Linked DNA regions of Callithrix jacchus: region 1 is linked to region 2. Evidence: chromatin contacts called from public Hi-C data. All regions are on one chromosome and are shown on one strand. The core of a region is the stretch at or near the end of the contact, and the rest is flanking DNA. Distances in the headings are between cores, read along the strand shown.

Region 1 (2,744 bases), core at 244-2,743, 240 kb after region 2:
GAAAGTTGAGACCGGAACCCAGATTTTCTCATTCCGACCTGGGTGTCCTTCCAGTGACTCTGTGTGTGTGTGTGTGTGTGTGTGTGTGTGTGTGTGTGTAGCTTTGAAAATTCAAAGTATTGGAAATAGGAACTGTCATACAAACAAAGGTAAGTAAGACGGTGTAAGTCATGACTGCTACTCAGGGAGAGTAAAGGGCATTTTTTCTTTTTGAGACAGAGTCTCACTCTGTTGCCCAGGCTGGAGTGCAATGGCGCAGTCTCCGCTCACTGCAACCTCTGCCTCGTGGGTTCAAGTGATTTCCTGCCTCAGCCCCCTGAGTAGCTGGGAACCACAGGCACACACCACCACACCCAGCTAATTTTTGTATTTTTAGTAGAGACAGGGTTTCACCATGTTGGCCAGGATGGTCCTGAACTTTTGACCTCATGATCCGCCTGCCTTGGCCTTCCAAAGTGCTGAGATTACAGGCGAGAGCCACCTCACAGAGGGAATTTTTTAAAATGCCCCCTAGAAAGGTGCACAAAGGGTAGGGGTGTAACCGCTGGTGGGTGAGGAAGACCAAGACAGCCTGCGGTATGTTAGGATTGCAGGTGGAGGTGGCCGGGTGGGAGTAGCAAAGGGGAGCCAAGTCTGCAGGCACACGGGGAAGGCTAAGTATCCATCTGAAGCAAGTGTAGTGATTGATGGGGCGGGCAGGAGCATCAGCAGTGTCTGGCAGAGCAGTGATGGGTCAGAGTTGTGTTTCAAACAGGCCTAAGGAGGACCAAGTTTTATTAACTAACTTGAATGGGCTCAGCTGTGACATTGTTTGTCTTAAACACTACACACTTGGGGCCAAATGTATGGTGAACCATGTGTGCCTCAGACCACCAGATCTTCATATACCAGCCTTTAAAAGCCAAAAAGTGGTCTCAACATGTGATATAGCTAGCCTAGAGTTAGAATTTGTACACTACCATAAATTGGACAAAACTGTTTCTGTTCTCCTCACAAGGACTGCTAACCTGAGTTTCTGTAAACTGCTAATTTACTTTGCAAAAAGGTAAAGCTGCATACTTCCCCTTATCTGTAACTGCCAGAATTGCTGGCCTTTGATCACCAGTAATGGCCAGAGTAAGCACCCCAGATCATTCCATCCTGGAAGTGATTGACAGCTTTCATTCCCATCTCCACTCTACCTCCACTCCCAAGGTGGTTTTGTGGGTATAAAAAGGTCTTGTCTCTTTTCTTTCGGGGCCACAGGTTGGAGAGACGTGAGTTCTCCGTGGTCGCCGGCAATAAACCCTGTAATCTGGCATTCTTTTGTTCTGGTGTTGACTTTCTGTGCTGAGTGCGATATAACAAACTGAGCCAGGACATGCAGTAGGAGACTGCCAAAATGGCTTCTTCCTTTCTCAGTAACACTCAATATTCAAACTGTCTTTTTAACTCAGCAACATGGGATGATTTAAGCTATAGATCTAGTATTAACATTTCCTTACAGAGGTGGCAAGAGCCACCCAAACAAACACACACAAAAGCCTACGTTCATCTCCACCGCCACATTTCAGATGATGACACAAAGGCAATGGATTTCTCAGGATTACAAGGCAAGACGGAACTGGAAGAAGGCTGGGAGGAAACTGAGATTGAGTGAATGTTGACTCTGCTCAGCCCTGAGCTGGGAAGCGGTGGAAACGCCCTGAGCCAGGCCAGGAAGCGGTGGAAACGCCCTGAGCTGGGAAGCACTGGAAATGTCCCTGGGCTGTGAGCCAGGAATTCAAATTCCAGCCTGTAGAGCTGTTCTAGGGGTTAGAATTTTGGGGTCCCTTGTTGCTGCACCCATTCCAGGTTTGGGGCTGGCACTGCCCTTCTGACCCCTCTGTAAGGTGGGCACAGAAGTAGTGGGGAGAAGAAACAGGGGTCAGAAGACACCTCCTCGAGGACTCACTCTGCCTGTAACAGGACCTGCTGAGGTTGCAGTGCTGGCTTCCCACAGAAAATGACCCTCATTCTCGAAGGCGGAGAGTGAGCCCCATGGAGCTGCGTGCCCTCGGCCATGGGAGATCAACTGTGGCTGTATCAGGTGTAATCAGTGTGTATTTATGGGTTACTCACTGCATGCAAGACCGAGATACAGCCGGGATTTACTTTGGGGCTGAAAGCAAGTCACTTAAAAAGGTAAAAATTCATGTCCTTTTAATCTACCTTTCAACAGGGAACATCACATCTGAAGGCTTGCAGCCTCTGCCTGCCTTGTGGGACGCTGCTGGAAATTATCCTCGTGTTTATATAGCATTCTCTGCAAGTGGCTGCTGTTGTCTTTCTGTTGTCAGCACAGTCAGGTGCTGGGGGTACCAGACCTTGGGGTGGGTGGCAAGCGAGGGCCAGCTTGTATCCGTGTGGCCTTTTCAGGAGCAGAGTGTGATTGCAAGGAGAATGTGTGCTTCAACCGTCACCAGCACAGAGAGGGGCACACAGCCCAAACCTATCCTCTTCCCAGAAACCTACGAGTTCGCTGAGTGCACCTGTGTGAAGAGGCAGGCTCCGATAGCCTCAGGCTGGTGGGCTGCTAGGGAAGCAGATAAGGAATTCCAGCTGGAGATAATGAGTTGAAAAGCTGGCCTTTGTTTCTGGAATTGATACCCCATTGAGGGAGCCCCTCAAAATAAACGCCCATGTATAATGCCCTGTGCTTCAGGTCTCAACACCTGTTGTCCTTGGGACAGAGACCCCAAGCCCAAAATAGGCACAGCTGCTAT
Region 2 (2,700 bases), core at 179-2,678:
CAAATAAGTCTTTGAACAAGATTAAGACACATTTTAAAGGGTCTAAATTTGTTTAGACTCTTCTAAATTTGTACTATGGGAACTTAGAGAAATTGCTTCTGACTGGAGTGCTGTGAGGGGACGGGGAAGAAAGAAAGCAGGGAAAGGAATGTTCCAGATTGCAACTTGAATGCTTATGGGCAGTTCCCCCCCTCTTTTTTTTTCAATAGGAGAAAAGTTATAAATTGTGGACCAAGACTTCTTTATTCTCTTAAAGGTTCTAAATTCCCCCTGGAGATGATGAAGGTAGGGCAGCTGAAAACTCACCTGGGACTAAGGATTCTCAGCCCTAGGAGTTTATAAACGATGTGGTTATCTCAAGGAGGCATGAGTGTCTGAAAAATTTTCAATATCAAACGTCATCTAAGCAAACTTCCCAGTTACCATACAGTGCTTTTATGGAGCCGGGGGAACATTTCATGAAGTCCCGTTTAGGCAGGAACAGACATTTAGGACTTGGTTTACTATTCTTGTTGCCTCCTTTCTCCACCTTTAATGCATCTTGAATAATCTCCAGCAATATCCTAAAATTCTCACACATTTCTTTAAAAAAATTAAAGTATTACATACTATATTCTGAATCCTCAATTAAAAAAATAAAATATGGAGGCAGAGCTACAGAATTCTAGTATCAGTTCTGTTAAGTAGCTGTTGTGATTTCTTTGGGCATCTCTTTCCTTCTGTAAAATGAATCAGTTACACGAGAAAATCTCCAAGATTCCTTTCAGCCCTATGAGTCTATAACAGAAAGTTCTCCAGTAGAGATGGTGGCCTGAATTCAAAGCATCACAAGTCCTCCTGAAGGATGCTATTGAACTGTTAGACACAATTCAGTCCCAAGTCCATGAGGCATGCCATGTAAGACCAGTCTGCAAACCAGTCAGTTCAAATCAGACTATGACCATTCTAAGATGGGTAAGATGCTTGGGATTATTTCTCCCCACAGCCATTTTTCAGAAATCCTGACATGGGAAACAAATTAACCATAAACATTTCAAATAATAGCTTAAGCAATCGCAGAAGAGATACCACAAGTTACCATGTTAATTTGCTAACTGAACAGTGTAACATTGACCTAGTCAGAGGAGGTATTATGCATTATACTCAGTTTTGTTCGGCAGGTGAATATTTTTTATATCGTCATCGTTTATACTCTTGTCTTTTCACCCCTTGTAAAAGCTTCTTGAAATGTAACTGTCTTGTCTTTCCATCTTGTCTCCAACACTGCACTCAACACAAGACCTTACACTTAGTAGGCCCTCAGTAAAGTCTACTTTGTTGCCTCCCTGCCCGGACTGGTAACCTGATCAGGTGCAATGATAGCTACATGGAGCAAAAAAGTGGCCACTTGTGAGCACTTACCTAGAGATGCTGCGGTCACAGCAATTTCGGGAGTGTGGCCCCTAGGTCTCTTTATATTCCCAAATCTGCCAGCCCAGCACTCTAACTTGGCTATATTTGGGGGATCACCATTAACTTGTTAGATGAAAATGCGTCGTAGCCCTGATCTCTCACTCTTGTTAAGTTACTTGGATAAATGACCAGCGGAGGCTGTATAATGCCAAGTCAGCTGTGTAGGGATTTTGACGCTGGACACAGATCTTTGAGACTTAGAGAGTCCTAGGGGCAGAGTGGAACTGGAGCAGAGTGTGCTAAGAAGGTCACTGAAGGGCAGAACGACAGGATGCTTTGTCAAGCAATGGGTGGTCGATAGTGTGGGCAGTAACTACACCCCATTTACCTGGCACTGGTATGGGATTGTGTGCTCCTTGTCTCAGAAATCTCTGGAAATTTAAGGTTGACCTTTTAATACATCCAGTCTTATTTATATATTTGTTTGTTTAAAAATCTGTTGGAAGAAACGCTTTCCAAAATGTATTTTACATCATCCTGCTCTGTGTAACCTACTATCTTGAATCAAATTTAAGCTTTTCTTGATCACTCTGGGGTTCCGGGAGATGATATAGTAAAGTCATCAAGTATAGTGGGTTCTTAGTGGGTCATGCCTGCACTAATTGTTCCTCCTGTGAATTTTTGTGTCCACATTTATTTATTAGAGTCTTGCTCTGCTGTCCAGGCTGGAGTGCAGTGGTGTGATCTTGGCTCACTGCAATCTCTGTTTCCCAGGATCAAGCAATTCTCCTGTCTCAGCCTCCCAAGTAGCTGGGATTACAGGCATATGCCACCATGCCTGGCTAATTTTTGTATTTTTAGTAGAGATGGAGTTTCACCATGTTGGCCAGGCTAATCTCGAACTCCTCACCTCAGGTGATCCGCCTGTCTCAGCCTTCCAAAATGCTTGGATTACAAGCGTGAGCCACCACACCCTTACTTTTTAGATTTTCTATCTTTGCCTTCGCCGCCAGCTCTCAGGTGTAATTTCTTTCTGTGGTAAGTTTGTCTTCACTAGCCTGATTTTGTGTTACCGATTGGGAAAGAGATTACAAAATTAAGATCAAGCTAAAGTAAGAGTAAGTAAGTTCTGAGTGCAGCTCTAGTGGATTCTAATGAAAATATATGGCCTTTGTGACAATTCTTATGGTTACTTTGGAGACTTTTTTTTTTTTTGCTAAAATACAGTGATATTTGACTATATAGGGACAATTGTACATGTAGAATTCAGAGCCATTTACTGCAATACAGTGTGATCTGTTTAGATTG

The links. Hi-C and Micro-C count contacts between places; a contact is called where the count stands out from the background.
Region 1: a Hi-C map of induced pluripotent stem cells shows a contact between it and region 2, with 2.2 times the contacts expected there. The contact joins the enhancer-like site here to the promoter of MYH13 in region 2. A contact is called at or near these places in 2 of 3 Hi-C or Micro-C datasets (induced pluripotent stem cells and skeletal muscle).

The regions. Positions count from the first base shown.
Region 1 is chr5:77,060,723-77,063,466 of calJac240_pri, forward strand. No RefSeq gene overlaps it. Among named protein-coding and RNA genes, the nearest start is that of MYH3, 35 kb to the right of the region's middle. Within about 2 kb of position 1,494, at least 2 of the 16 cell types and tissues checked have an H3K27ac peak or open chromatin away from gene starts, as enhancers often do. A contact at or near this core is called in skeletal muscle, where this site is marked.
Region 2 is chr5:76,820,907-76,823,606 of calJac240_pri, forward strand. MYH13 (myosin heavy chain 13) reads right to left here and starts at 1,429. Exons shown (of 41, transcript XM_078373036.1): 1 at 1,402-1,429.